Linked DNA regions of Zea mays: region 2 is linked to region 1. A link is a contact called in public Hi-C data. All regions are on one chromosome and are shown on one strand. The core of a region is the stretch at or near the end of the contact, and the rest is flanking DNA. Distances in the headings are between cores, read along the strand shown.

The links. A called contact is a pair of places that touch in the nucleus more often than the background predicts.
Region 2: a contact with region 1 is called in a Hi-C map of leaf, with 5 times the contacts expected there. The contact joins the promoter of LOC100284431 here to the promoter of LOC100273404 in region 1. A contact is called at or near these places in 13 of 25 Hi-C or Micro-C datasets (bundle sheath, ear, endosperm and 5 more) and 2 of 3 datasets of contacts at active chromatin or transcription factors (leaf and seedling).

The regions. Positions count from the first base shown.
Region 1 is chr1:302,969,821-302,977,600 of Zm-B73-REFERENCE-NAM-5.0, forward strand. LOC100273404 reads right to left here and starts at 5,052. Exons shown (of 5, transcript NM_001147841.1): 1 at 4,866-5,052; 2 at 3,429-3,492; 3 at 2,938-3,331; 4 at 2,208-2,821; 5 at 1,554-1,944. The coding sequence starts at 3,488. The coding sequence ends at 1,879. It overlaps LOC542276 (ferredoxin 3), which reads left to right. Exons shown (of 2, transcript NM_001349483.1): 2 at 1-162.
Region 2 is chr1:303,103,059-303,110,838 of Zm-B73-REFERENCE-NAM-5.0, forward strand. It overlaps LOC100284431 (harpin-induced protein), which reads right to left and starts at 4,358. Exons shown (of 1, transcript NM_001157326.2): 1 at 2,811-4,358. The coding sequence starts at 3,714. The coding sequence ends at 3,064. LOC103645723 (lysine--tRNA ligase, chloroplastic/mitochondrial) reads right to left here. Exons shown (of 14, transcript XM_020547036.2): 13 at 7,350-7,520; 14 at 6,813-7,227. The coding sequence ends at 7,135.

The DNA of each region.
Region 1 (7,780 bases), core at 3,802-6,301:
CGTTGTGCGAACTGTTTGGCATCAAACTTGTGTGGTTGCTGTCTTCTATGTTCTGCTAGTTTATGTTCGGAGTCCGTGGGAATATACTAGCTGATTAATAAAAAGAAAAAACTGATGTGATGCCATAATAGTATAATTTCATGGCTTTTTGTTATGTTGGGAGAAGTGATGTTGTAAGCTATTGATTCTGAATGCCACTGTGGCATGCTGGCATCCTTCTATTTCCAAACACTTGTTTTTGCCAAATTGGAGGGTGTCTGGATGCAGGCGCAACTGCGGACGAAATGAGAACGAAACAAAAATATGCATGACATGCTGAGCCACAACGACCCAAGACATGTTTTGTGTGCCAGGAATCTTAGAATTTCTCGTTAGGCGGGGATGCTGAAGGCAACAGCTTGCTCGCTCGCGTCATCTCTGACAGCGAATGCCTTGGTAAGGTAGGTGGCAGATATACATGTGGGCCGGCCTGGCCCGGTACGACACATGCCCACAAAAGCACATATCTAATTATGGGCCGTGCTGTGCCAGCACGTGTGCCCAGTCATCGGCCCACGGCACGGCCCACAATTAGTTATGTGTGCCAGGCCGGCCCAAATAGCCCAAAATACCTTAATGTGCCAGACCGGTCCATATACATACAACAGTAATACATCAATAAAAAGTATAAAATATATATATGACCAAAATAAAACTAAGATGTTTTGTGGATGCACATTATAAACCTTTGATCAGAAAGAAAAAATATTACAACTAGGTCACAAATAATATTCAGTTCTCTGTTTAGTGTTTAATTGAGTACTATACATCCATACATAATACATATACAATGATCATCATCACTATTCACTATCCATATCTAGGTATTGGTTCTCAATGGCTTATTGAAGATCTAGATTCTCCAAGTTATGCTAGTCATGTGGGCTTTAACGAACCTTAGTTAAATATTGAGTCTATATTCAATGGGTCTCGGTGGGCCTTAGTTAAATGGCCGTGCCAGGCCGGCCCGTGGGCTTGACTTGAGGCCCAGGCACGGCCTACAATGTGGGCCGTGCCAACCCAGGCCCACAATTAGGTTGGGCCGTGCCAGATATGGGTCGTGCCAAAAATTGTGTGCTTTGGGCCGGTCTATTAGGCACAGCACAAATGTACACATATAGTGGCAGATAGCAGTAGCAGATTTGAACTGGCGTACTTCTAGTGTTTGGCTCTTGTCGGGCTCTCTGTCCTGCCTAACTTATTAACGACGGCAATTCTCCTATTTTTGCTTAAGTACTTTTGTCAAATTTGATTCATTTTTTGTGCAAAACAAACTCATAAGATAGCTCATTGGTATTATATTAAAAAAAAGTCCCTAGAATAACAGACAAGATATTTTTAAACTCAGGACAGGAGAAGTGTTATTCAGATCATCCAACCACCACAGCTAAATCCCCTTTCACAAAATATTATACTTATTAGACCAACCAACCAACCCAGCTAAAGACCCTTTCACAAGATATCATGGCTATTATGGCCACATATGGGTAACTAAAATTTAATAAGAGAACATAAGAATTTTAACTTGACACCATATGAGAAAACGACCATACATTCAAATATGCAGATATGGATAGATACATAGCTAATGTTTTACGCACAGACGACAGGAACAGCTGTAGCCAAACCAAATACATTGCTCGCACACTACATCGACATATCACTTGAAAGAAAGCAGCATCTGAATCACGAAGCAGGGCATCCGAAAGGCATGCGCTTAGTTGGGTATACTCTTCCCCCCTCATGCAGAAAGTATGTGATACTCCATAGAGACACTCAACTCAACAACGCAGATCTCAACAGCTTGACACGCTATGAAAGGCGCGGCAGATAGCTAGCTCAGAAGCATTTTCGGTGGACGATAGCAGGGCCAGACTCATCGTACTCATCCTTGGATATCCACATCTGCAACAGCAAAATTATTGGAGTAAGAAGCCTATACCGTGAAGAAACAGTAAACATTAAAAGTGATCAGTTCATATCCATGACCTACGGCGACAACTTATGATTGTTATGTGTTCATGTGCACATGTCGATTTGATTGATTGATGGTTTCACTTAAAAAAGGAAGACATGATAAAAGCAATAAGGCACCCAAGAAAGCATATAATCTCCATGGTAAGACCATAAGTGTTACAGCAAGACGATAGGGTCATGTTAATAAGTACCTGCTGGAACGTACTGAGCGACGCAAGGATCGAGCCACCAATCCAAACACTGTATTTTCTCTCAGGAGGCGCCACGACCTTGATCTTCATGCTGCTCGGCGCGAGGGCAGTAATCTCCTTGCTCATCCTGTCAGCGATGCCAGGGAACATGGTCGTCCCTCCACTGAGGACGATGTTCCCGTACAGGTCCTTCCTGATATCAACGTCACATTTCATGATCGAGTTGTAGGTGGTCTCGTGGATGCCGGGAGCTTCCATCCCGATCAGCGACGGCTGCAAAAGCACCTCTGGGCATCTGAACCTCTCCGCGCCGATCGTGATGACCTGCCCATCGGGCAGCTCGTAGCTCTTCTCGACGGAGGAGCTGCTCTTAGCGGTCTCCAGCTCCTGCTCGTAGTCTAGGGCCACAAAGGCCAGCTTCTCCTTTATGTCTCTCACGATTTCCCGTTCTGCCGTCGTGGTGAAGGAATAACCCCTTTCCGTGAGGATCTTCATTAGGCAGTCAGTCAGATCACGGCCAGCAAGATCCAGCCTAAGAATGGCATGAGGGAGCGCGTATCCCTCGTAGATTGGCACGGTGTGGGTCACACCATCACCAGAATCGAGCACAATACCTGCACACAGAGTACCGAGACATAGGTAGTAGAATGGTGTCGTCAGATCACCAATGACGAGAATCAGAGACGTTGTCCTAGAAAAACTTTAATAAGAGGTGAAAGTGGACACGTGCCTGTAGTGCGACCGCTGGCATACAGGGAAAGGACAGCTTGGATAGCAACATACATTGCTGGTGCATTGAATGTCTCGAACATAATTTGGGTCATCTTCTCTCTGTTTGCCTTTGGGTTCAGAGGTGCTTCTGTCAGCAGAACTGGGTGCTCTTCAGGAGCAACACGCAGTTCATTGTAGAAGGTGTGGTGCCAGATTTTCTCCATATCATCCCAGTTGTTCACGATACCGTGCTCAATGGGGTACTTCAAGGTCAAGATACCTCTTTTTGACTGTGCCTCGTCACCTACATAGGCGTCCTTCTGGCCCATTCCAACCATCACACCCGTGTGCCGAGGGCGGCCGACTATACTAGGGAACACTGCTCTGGGCGCATCATCACCAGCAAAGCCAGCCTGCAGAGAGAAGCATGGGCTGGTCATTCTGCAACAACTGCCTTTACAGGTTTCAGAGATGAATGAATGAACATGGTAGATAGAACGAGCATCGAACCTTGACCATTCCAGTGCCATTGTCACACACAAGTGGCTGGATATCCTCACCGTCAGCCATTGATCTGCACAGACAATCTGAATTCAGAGACCATCTCAAATATTCACTTGTTAAAGCACAATTTTTTTAACCTAGTTCATGCTAGATGGCTTGGAAATTTAAGTTAATAAGAGAAAGGCCATATGGTTTTCAGGCACATAATGATAACTAAGAGCAGTTTGTGATAGCCAAGTAAAAGGAATGCAAGGTTGTATTTAGCAGGCCTTGTCTCTAGGTCAGGAACTCAGGTTGCAGCAAGATTATTACCATCAATGAATCTCTGAACAAGGACCAGCTGGTAAATAGGACTAACGACTTTGAAGGAAAAGCATATAACACTGAATCAATCATAAAGTGGATTAATTATGCTCTGTATACTAGCTATAAGCTGGCATAAGGTGTCCTGTCAGGCAGAGACATGCTCACTTGCCCGCCCATGTGCTACTGAGCCTAACAAAATGAAGAAGCTGTACTGGATCAGAATTATTGCTGCTGCTGCACATCCAGCCTATGCTGGATACTTCATTTAGCTGTAGACGATGGGAGCCTAAAGTCCATGTGCCAGCAAGAAGTCAGTAGTGGCGCCCATCATTCCGATTCCAGCTAGCAAGAGATTATAAACTGGATTGTTTATGCCAAAAGGGAAGGGGGGGAAAAACAATAGCTGGCTGGTTGAAAGATTGAGCTGTTTAGACCAAGATAACCTGACAAAGATTCTGGCTCGGGTTAGCAGTATTTGACATGAATATACATATTTTTATTAGCTAGGAAAAGCTATGTAAGGTTCGCCCAATAAAAGCTCAGTAAGCACCTAGTTAGGCTGCCAAGCACAAGGTCACAATAATCACTGGATGGGATCTAGACCAACCTGGCCTCAAGATTTACAGAAACTATTGTGGGCCCACGGCTATCCACGCGATGAGCAAAAACATCCAACGAAAAACTATGCGAGTCATTCGTTTCCCACGAGTAACGGACTTTCCACTTGAAACCAGAACCATGAGATGAGATCTAGCCACCCAGGACTAGTAACAAGCGCCTCCACCGCATATCAAATCCATTTCTGCTTCCGATTATCCGGGTATGACACATGAAGCACTGCCTCCTCCCCCCTCTTGATCAAAGGAGCGGAAAATACTAGCTGACACGAACTGGTTAGTACAGGATCCGATCAAGCTAGCAAGATTACTGCTGCATATTAGGACATAAATCTCATTCTCAGGGCAAGGTATGATCAAGATCAACTGAAATGAAACGAACTATAATCTAAAACTAAGAGTGAAAGGTAAAATCTCACTCTCAGGGCAGGATCAACTGAAATGAAACAACTCTAATCTAAAACTAAAAAGCAAAAGGCAAAAGCACCTCTTCCTCTCAGGGCATGGTAGTATCACTTACCAACAGAAGGATGGGACCGAACCAAACTAACAGTCGCCGCACAAATCGACAGCACAGAGAGGAGCAGCGATTCCGGCGGAAGGAGCGAGCAGAGGGGCGGTGGGTCGGTGCCGGATCCGCCGAGGAGAGGAGAGGAGAGGAGACGAGAAGGGAGCGGCAGTGAGGTGTGCGGTGCGCCGTGCGCCTGCTCTGCTATGCTATGGAAGAGGGGAGAAGAGGAACGGCGTCCGTTTCATTTATGTGCGCGGCGACAGTTGTCATAGCAGAAAAAAGAGGCTCGGAGGGCAAAGCCAAAAAGTTCAGGCGAAAACCATCCAAAATGACCGCCGTTTTTTTGCTTCTGTACAAACGGTTTTGGGTAAAGTCATCACGATTAGGGATGACAATTTAACCTTTAAACTCGAAATCCAATAGTCAGACCTGACACGATGAGTGCGGATATGGATTAAGATTTTGATCCATAAGTGCAACCTGCGCCTGATCCGAAGTTTTGAAAGTGTGGATATAAGTTTATATTTCAATCTACAGGTGACCAAAATTTGGTTTATTCATTATTTTATGCAATAATGATTATTATACAATAGTAATTATTTTTAATAAGTAACTTAGCTAATGATTCATGAAGTGTTTATTGCTGTTAAACATGAGAAGACATAAAATCCATATATATAACTCAATTATTGTTAGTATTTAATTGTGTATAGCTGAATTATTGTTTAAAAGTGTATATTGAGTAAAACTTGTGGGTGACCCGAAACCTATCCGAAACCCGACGGGTTTGGGTGCGGGTTTAGAATTACACCCGCGGGTGCGATCGCGGGCAAATTTTGGTAGACTTTACGGGTGTGATTGTGGACAGATTTTTGCTCCACCCGAACCCGATCCATTGACATCCCTAATCACGATTTGAATTTTTAGAAGGTGCAAATTGTCGGTGTTTTGGGTCCGACCGCGCACCCGGGGTTGCCCCTCAAGGTACTTTTTAGGTGCAGAACGGTGTCACCGACTGTAGCTCGATGGTTCGTGCTAGATGCACGAGGAACAGTGGACAATGGTGTACAGGTTCGAGCCGCTTTGAGATGCGTAACACCCTACGTCCTGGTGAGAATATTTTGTGTGGTGGATTACAAGGGAGCTCTCTAGTGCGGGGAACATAGAGAGTTGGGGTGGATGGCTGAGTTGTGAATGATTATTCTGAAGGGGTGTCCCCTAGGCCTTATATACTCGACCGTGGGGCATTACATGCAGATATGATAACAACGTGTGCCTAAGAAATAGTGAACCATCTGAGTCTATCCTCCTATAATTCAGTCGACCCATCCTCGCTTGGTTCCGTTGTACGGGGCTCCTGCGCGGGAAGGTCGGGTCACTGTTGTGATTACTGCTCGAGTTTGTTGGGTCGTCTAGGCTTGCGCCGACCCGGCCTTGTGTTAATCTACTCCACTGGTTGTTCTTCCCAGGCCCACGAGGGGATGACCTTACGAATTATGGGGCCCTTGGTCATTTCGTGAGGTCTTTTATCCTTCTAGTGGACCCGGGGGATATCTGTCCCCCACACAAATGCACCCCCCAATGAATATACCTTTGCCCATGTTTGATCCTGTCTAACTTATGTCTTATTTGTTTCCCTCCATGATTATGGGCATGTTTGATTCAGTCTTGTCGGGGACCATAATTAGGGGTACCCCCAAGACTCCTAATCTCAGCTGGTAACCACCATGAGCACAAAGCTGCAAAGGCCTGATGGGCGCAATTCCGGTCTTGGCTCTGTCTGCGCAAGGGACACGATCTTGCCTCGCCCGAGCCCAGCCTCGGGCAGGAACAGTAAGACCAAGGCAGATTCCCGCCTCGCCCGAGGGCCTCCTCAAGCAACGGGCACACCTTCGACTCGCCTGAGGCCCAGCTCGGGCAGGCTTCGCGGAGAAGCAACCTTGGCCAGATCACCACGCCAACCGACCGTATCGCAGGAGCATTTAATGCAAGGATGGCCTGATGTCTTATCCTGACGCACGCTCTTCAGTCGACAAGGCCGAAGTGACCGCAGTCACTCCGCCCCTCCGCAGACTGACCTGACAGGAAAACAGCGCCGCCTGCCCTGCTCCGACTGCTGTGCCACTCGCCAGAGTGAGGCCGACAGCAGCTAAGTCCAGCCTCGGGCGCCATAGGAAACTCCGCCTCGCCCGACCCCAGGGCTCGGCCCCCGTCTCGGCCTCGGAAGACGGTCTCCGCCTCGCCCGACCCTAGGGCTCGGACTCAACCTCGACCTCGGACGACGGTCTCCGCCTCGCCCGACCCTAGGGCTCGGACTCAACCTCGACCTCAGACGACGGTCTCCGCCTCGCCCGACCCCAGGGCTCGGACTCAACCTCGACTCCGGAAGACGGTCTCCGCCTCGCCCGACCCCAGGGCTCGGACTCAACCTTGACCTCGGACGACGGTCTCCGCCTCGCCCGACCCCAGGGCTCGGACTCAGCCTCGACCTCGGAGGAGTCACCGCCTCGCCCGACCTCGGGCTCGGACCGACCACGCCACAGGGGGGCCCATCATTACCCTACCCCTAGCTAGCTCAGGCTTCGGGGAACAAGACCGGCGTCCCATCTGGCTTGTGCCGGTCAACAAGTAATAATGGCGCCCCGCGTGCTCCATGACGACGGCGGTCCTCAGCCCCTTACGGAAGCAAGGAGACGTTAGCAAGGATCCGACAGCCCCGACAGCTGTGCTTCCACAGGGCTCAGGCGCTCCTCCGACGACCACGACATCACATGAACAGGGCGCCAAAACCTCTCCGACAGCCACGTCGGCATGTACATAGGACTCTGGCTTCCCTCTGCTAGACACGTTAGCACAATGCTACACCCCCCATTGTACACCTGGGCCTTCTCCTTACATCTATTAAAGGAAGGTCCAGGGCCCTC
Region 2 (7,780 bases), core at 3,108-5,607, 130 kb after region 1:
ACGCTTATGAGTCTAAGGGGAAGCAGAAGCTTACATAGAGAGAGAGGTGTTCATCGTGGAACCGACGACCCTAGAATTCCTCTAATGATCTGAAGTGTCGATCACTTTTGACTAGTCTGATCACCTAGACCATGACCATGCCTAAGGTGCTACTCATCTTTGGTCCAACGATAGGTGTTGTGAGGTTGTGTTAAGGCCTTATTGATGGCAGTAGTTGTTGAACATCCTCTTCGCCAAGACTTTCAAAAGGATGGGACTTCCCAAGTTGACTCTTAAGCCAAGTTTAGTGCCCTTCTATGGCATTATCTTAGGGATGTTCACATTTCCTTTGGGGCACATCACCTTGCTCATCACATGTGGCACTTAAGACCACTTCTACATCAATTACATGCAGTTCTTTGTGGCAGACATCGGCATGCTGCAGTCCAGATGGTGTGCTCAGTGGGCGTAAGATTTATACTGGTTTGGGCTGAACGTCTCTACATCCAGTCTTTGTTGGCTCGCGCTATCGACACCTTGTTGCTCAATGCTCGTAGTAGGGGTTACAAGCGGGTGTGTGAGAGAGAGAGGAGCTCCCAAGTCTCTTATGTGTGGCTAGACCTAAAGACTACAGGACTAGTGCTCTCTACTCAGCCTTGGGCGTCATGGTGGTTCGCTCCTTGACTCCTTCGGGATCTTCTCGTCTTGTGGTCGACGTGTTTGTATGCATGTGTTCGTATCTGTGTTCTGGCTGACCTCCTCCCTTTTTATAGGCTAAGGTGAGGGTCGACTACCAGTAGCTTCTCAAGGAAGGAGCTAATGTGCCGTGGTAAAATGAGACGTTCTACCTTGGTAAAGTTGTGTTTTCCGTATGTGTCTCGGTCGTCTGGGCTATCCTGGTTACGCTCTTTATGACGGGCGGTGTGGGCGGCAAGGAGCTCTGACACCATCATTGCCACTTTTATGCCATGACGACCCTTGGCCTACATAGCCTGGGTCTCGACACAGCTTGTCGTGTTGCGGGTCCTATAGGCGACCAGTGCACTCAGGCCTAGGCTCGATAGGTCATGAGTGGGCCACAGACCTAAGGGTTGTAGGTCATGAGTAGAAGGTGGACCGACCCTCCCTCTGTTACATCCAAACAATAGATTTATATTGCAACTCATTTTCAATACTAGATAGATTTGCTATTGGATCTAATTGAGGATGAAAATGGATACTTATTCGGATACCAATTTTTTGATTGCGAACATTAGAATATAAAATCTGTAATACAAATTTGTATTCTTTTTTTAGCACTGCGCATGTAAAGATAAATAAAAACCTCAATTTTATCATATATCTTCTCAAATAATAGATATATACAGAATCAAATATAGATATCAATATTTTTTTTACGTTTTTGGTTGTAGGGAGCAAATGACACAAAATAATTTATGCAAAATTCTGTTCATAGTTTGTAATAATGTACTTATAACATAAGAAAAATTCATTACCAAATTTAATACATACACATTTTAAAATATTAAATCTATACTATACTTAAAGCACCAGTTTCAACGGTCGTCGTGTGTCATTTTTTACAAATAACCCCTCACATCTATTTCAAATTAATCCGCTGCACGTCTATATGGCCTGCTAACTGTGTCGGGCCAGCCCGTTAGCCCGTCGATTCATTTAATTAAATCAGCGTAATGACACCCGACACGGGATAGATGCACGCGGGCCACAACTATGGCACAGGCACGTCATGCCGGCCTGCTAACTGTATCGGGCCAGTCCGTTAGCCCGTCGATCCATTTAATTAAATCAGCGTAAAATATTAAAAAAACGGTGCAGGAGATGGGGTTCGAACCCATGCGTTGATGGAAGAAGGGCAGGAGACATTGGGTGAAGCTGTCTAACCAGTAGAACATCACGCTAAGATGTTTTTAATATTAAATATAAATTGTATGTATGTATATACGTTTTTTTGTAAAATAAAAAAAATAATCGTGTCAGGCCGAGGCTACAGCCCAAGCACGACACGATGTTCTTGGCTCTTGCAAGCATTAGGTCGTTTCTGAGACCACATTGGCACAATGGAATACATGGTGTTTGAGGTTGCTGAATTGAATGGAACAGCAATGATTTGTCACACTAACAGCAAAATAAAGGTTATTTATTGGTTTTAAACGTTAGTAATTGCTACGAAGTAGCATAATTTATATGGAGCGCATCCAGTTTTTATTTATGCCTGACTTTAGCATCACTCCATATTTTGATATATCTTTTTTTATAAGTTTGACTTCATGGGACTTATTTTAGAAACTTGATCTCACAAACTTTCTCTTATTTGGTCTCTGTATGATGGAATTATGTCATTTTATAATCTCTGTTCATTCAGTCAATCATTGTGAACTCTCTTATAATCGCTCACTTCATTGGCCGTGTTGTACCAAAACATATTTGCATTGAGTAAACAATAACATCAGTTAGCCAAATCAAAAAAATATATTATACAGAGAGCGGAGACAATCAATAAAAAATCTTGAAATTTTTTAATGGATAGTTTACGTGGGTATTGTTGTAAGCCGTCGCAACGCACGGGCAACCGACTAGTTTGTTTTAACCATTCAGATATCCACTTTCATCCTCCTAATTCGATTTTAACCTCTCTAGTATCTTCATCCAAACACACTCAGAGTAGACAGATGCGGTTCGGTTCAGTTGACTGCACGAAGGTTCCTTCCAACGCAACAGCACCCAGCTGGACTGGAGCTCAACAAGTATTGCCCAGATTACAACCACAATCGCTTAGAAAGAGGATCACAGACAATTGACAGTGTATCCATAGTTGCAAATTTCCAGAAATTTCTGCACATCCAATTGAACTTCTCCACTCCTACAAATACTCTTCAAAGCACACACAAGTACACAACACTACAACAGCTATCAATCTCTTGGAAAAAGAGAAGCAAGAAGAGGAACAAATCTCCTCCTGTCTTGAAGAAACAATCAGTTAATTACACATGAAGAAAAGAAAGAAACGAAAGCCACCCAACGGAGCTAGCCAGGCCACCAATGGAGCCGGAGCTGAGTCAGCTAGCACCCGGACTTCTTGGCCCGGAGGATAGTGCACTTGGTCCGCTGGAACGCGGTGGCGGCGACGTCGGGGTCGACGAGCTGCAGCTGGAGCGGGCAGACGACGACGAGCGGGCACTTGGCGGACCGGCCCTTGTACTGGAGCACCGTGTCCAGCCGCATCTCCACGCCGAAGCTGCCCGTGTCGTTCTCCGCCCGGAACTCGCCCACCCCGGGCCTGGTCAGCTTGATGGGCTTGCCCACGCCGCCGACTCTCACGCTCAGCGTCGCCGTCTTCCGCGCCTTGTGCTTGAACCCCGGCACGGACGCGGAGTCATCGAAGCGGGTGCCGTTGAAGGAGAAGGTCACGGCGAGCGCGCCGTACTCGATGGCCCGGTACATGTTGGGATTCCGGAGCGACACCGTGGCGGTGACGTTGAAGGAGATGGTGGAGTTGGACGCCGGGTCGGCGGGCGCCAGCGCGAACCGCTGCAGCACGGCGTCGTCGGCCGTGGCCTTGGGCGGGAACACCACGCCGAAGGCGAGCACCAGGACGGTGATGAGGCCTCCCACGACGACGATGGCGGCGGCCCAGATGGCGAGCTGCGTCCAGCTGCAGTCGTCACAGCAGCCGTCGCCCTTGCCGCCGCACCAGCCCTCCCAGAACGCCATGGCCGCCCGCGCTGCTCGGGTGTGGGGGTGGTCGGGTGGGGGACGCGGATCTTGCGGGCCTCTGGCTGGCTATCCAAGGCAACGGTGCTGCTTGGTGTTGAGAGAATCAATCGCCCTGCCTGCCACTCACCGATTGTTATTGTTGAAGAACGAATAAAAGAGGGAGGGCCAGCCGGCCAGGGGACGACGACCAAGACTTGGTTGGGGTCATCGCCGGACAAGGGACACGGAGGAAGGTCACACTCGGGGAAATCAGCCACCCACCAATCCGAAATCTTGGAGAAATGGAAGGGCATTGCAAGTGAAATTAATCAGGATTCAGGAGACGGGTTGTGTCGCTGGACGGAGATGCTGCTCCACTTCCACCGGCCGCCGGCCGCTGGTTGGTGAGCTGGTGCACTTTACTGGGGGGAGAGCGCGCCAGCGCCCGTGCCAAATCGGGTACAGTACTTAAGGCTTCTTTGGTTTGTGTCTAACTGTGCCCCACTTTGCCTAAGGTTAGTCGTTCGAATTGAATAACTAACCTTAGGCAGAAAAGTTAGGCAAAATGTGGCAATTGAGGCAACGAACCAAACATGCCTTTACTCCGTTACAAAATTAGTTGTCGTTCTCGAAAAATCAACAATGTTTAACTTTAAGCAAATATTTATATATTTATAATAAATAATTAGTATTATTAGATAGATATTTAAATCTATTTTTATAGTAAAATTATTTAGAGATACAAATGATGCTAATATTTTTGATAAATCTAGTTAAACTTAAGAAAGTTTGACCAGCACAAATATAATATTATAGTGACAAATATTTTAGGACGGAGGGAATATAGCTTAACTCTATTAGTTTTTTTCTTGAATTTTATAAAAACAACTTTTTCCTGAAGCTATAACAGGAAAAGGCACAAGAGTCTCTTACAATCGATGATGGGAGCTGGTAACAATCACCAATATCCAGTCGATGATCCTATGAACGTTGGGTCGTCTAGAAGATGACAATCACTAAGAGTAATAAGAGAATGACTAGTCACTAGTCTAAGCCACTCAACTAGTGTCACAAGATATAAGAATTATATCCAATGCACTAGAAGCTCTCTAATCTCATCCAAATGATGATCCAAGGGATGCAAATGAGTGGAGTGTGTTTCTTAGCTCTCAAGAGATGTACGCAAGTGAATTGGGTGGTAAGATGCTAGTCAAGGCTGGCTACAAGGTCTATTTCTAGACCTCGAAGAAATCAAATCATTACCTTCTTGAGGAGTAGATTTTGGGGGCATCAGGCACATTCAATGTATCTCTGATAGCTATAATTACAATGACTCTAAACTAGTCGTTATTGTATGTTAGGTATCTGGTTCACACACCGAACACATTTTGTGCATGTTATAGCTAATATACCGAATTACAAGCTCTCTGAGTTCCCTGTCTGATGCCGCATTTGGTGTCAACACCAGACATGTTAAGTGTATGATGGAACCATTTTACAGGTACTCTAAGAGTGTGTTTGGTTGGATGTACAAGGATGGATGGAAGGGGGCGGCTAAAGTTTCTATAGTGTTTGGATGAGAGTCACATGTAGACGAGGTAAACACCGGAGTATTTTTTGGCGGCGTGATCCCAGAAAATCGAGAGGATGGTGTTGTCCTCGCCTATCCTACTTTAAACTCAAACCAAACACATCCTAAGTTATGTCCGATGCCAACACCGGACACAGACACATCCAGTGACCTACCCTGCCTTGAAACTCGTACCACCTAGTGAGACCAATCTAGTACTGTGGTGCATACCGGATAGCTTTATGCTCCGCTAAAACTGTGCAGTGTGTTAGAGAAAAAAATTTAGAAAGGAAGAAAAGTGTCTCAAGGCAACCTCCATGCGTATGCTCAAGACACACTAGTCATTCATTAAGGTGTTTAGTTTAAAAAATGAGTTAGTCCATCATTTTTTTACTCCTAATTTTTTATTTGGTTTGTGTAATGGAATGAGTCGATCTGTCACCATCACATTCCTCATAGTTAGTTAGTACTAACGAGAATAGGATCATCCCACTAAATTTATAGGGTGTTTGGTTTGAGTAATGAGCTAGTCCATTTTCTCACTCCTCACTATTTTTGTTTGGTTTGTGGAATAGAATGAGTTGATTCATCACCATCTCATTCTTAGTACTAATATAAAGAATTGAGTTATCCCACTAAATTTGGGGAATGAACCTATGATGCACCACCTTAATTTGGATGAAGTGATTCCTCAAACCAAACACTCTGTTAAGGAATAAACTCATGATGTGTCACCTCGTTTTAAATGAGTGATTATTCAAACCAAACACCTATTAAGGAATGGACTCATGATGGGTCACCTTGTTTTAAATGGAGTGATTACTCAAACCAAACACTCCTAAGTCTTCGAGACAAATCTTTCAAAAGGGTAAGTTTTTTAGGTGCCAAAAGATTTGAGGTTGGTTTGAGAATTGTTAGAGATGTCTTATTAATCTTGCTAAACATTGTGGGTCAAGGAAATGTTCTCTGTACTCTTAGAAATGCTCTAAAAACCATTACAAAACTCACCCACACCCTCTAAACTAAAAATAAATAAACTAAATATACTACTCAGTCACAGGTAGCCACGCAATCAGCGATCCAACAAAGCCTTTTTTCTCTCCTTCAAAACGAACTGAAAATGGATGAAGTTTTTTTTACTGGCTCGCCTCAAGTCACTACCGGGCTCAGGCTCCTCTCGACACCTTACAGAAACTCCAACAAAGTGGTCTATAAAAATATCCTATAATTTAAAAATAAGTATATTTTATAGAATTTAGAGTAACAATAAACATTCTCCAACATTAAAGACCCAATCTAGATTATATGACAGTCCACTACGGTGTAGTATATTTAAGGCACTTGAGAAAGTGCTCTATAAATTTTTAACCAATTTTTTTTGAAATGATACAATATTGAAGTAGTTTTTCCTAAAAAAAGTCTACATTTTAATTTGAGACACTAGTTTGAGACATTATTAGAGATGCTCTTAGCGTTGGAACTGTTTGGAGCCCTCCAAACCAGCCCCAAACAATAAAAACAAGGCATTAAGCAACACAGCAGTCCATAGACCAAAGAATCTCTTAAATGGTAGTTCAAGGCAACCATGTCACTGAAGAATCAGAGTATCCAGTGGAGATAGCTGTTTTGCAGCACATTAATTGTAAAATGTGGATTCCATTATTATTCAAACATCTATAAAGTTTTTAATATCGGCTTGGACTCTGAACTATAGTACATCTCAATTACATCATCAAATAATAAATGGCCACATCTATGAGCTATAAAAAGGTCAGCAGATATAAAACCTGCTGTACTGAACCAAGCACAAAAGGAAGGCTGCTGGTGTTTTCTTCAGCAGCCACGCCTCTTCACAGAATGAAGGGGATCTATTGCTGAATCTTCAAGACAGGAAAGGCAATAACGTCCCTTATGCTAGAAGAGTTCGTCAAAAGCATTACTAACCGGTCGATACCGAGGCCCTGGTGTAAGGTTACTCAAAAAAATTAGTCACGGAAGATATAGGTTCTCGCCAAATAATTTGCAGTTCCAAGAACAATAGCGTGTTAGCAGTAGCGAAAATACACAATTTAATCAGTCCTACCATTCCTGATGCCGGTGGCATTCCGTATTCCAATGAAGTCAAGAAGTCCTCGTCTAAAGAAACTTCATACGAGTAATCGTCGTCGCCTTCACCCTCGGTAGATTTGACCTCCTTAGCCATTGCAGCACGCTTAGCATTGTGCTGTTTTATTTGATTTTCAAAACGGCTTCTCTGCAATAAAGAAACATTTAAATTTGAAAATGCACGTTTGAATTTGAAATGATCTAACAAGCAAATTGTGATTTCCATCTATCTTAATGATCACCTAAATAACATAATATATAACTCAGACTGAATTACATCTTCCTTTTCTCCCCAGTTTCCAGGTGTAACCTTGAGCTATTGTTACGGTCGGGAACATTTATAGGCGCTGGTAATAGGGGCTAATTAGGCAAAAGGAGGGGTATTTGGGATCAATCAGGAAGGTCTGG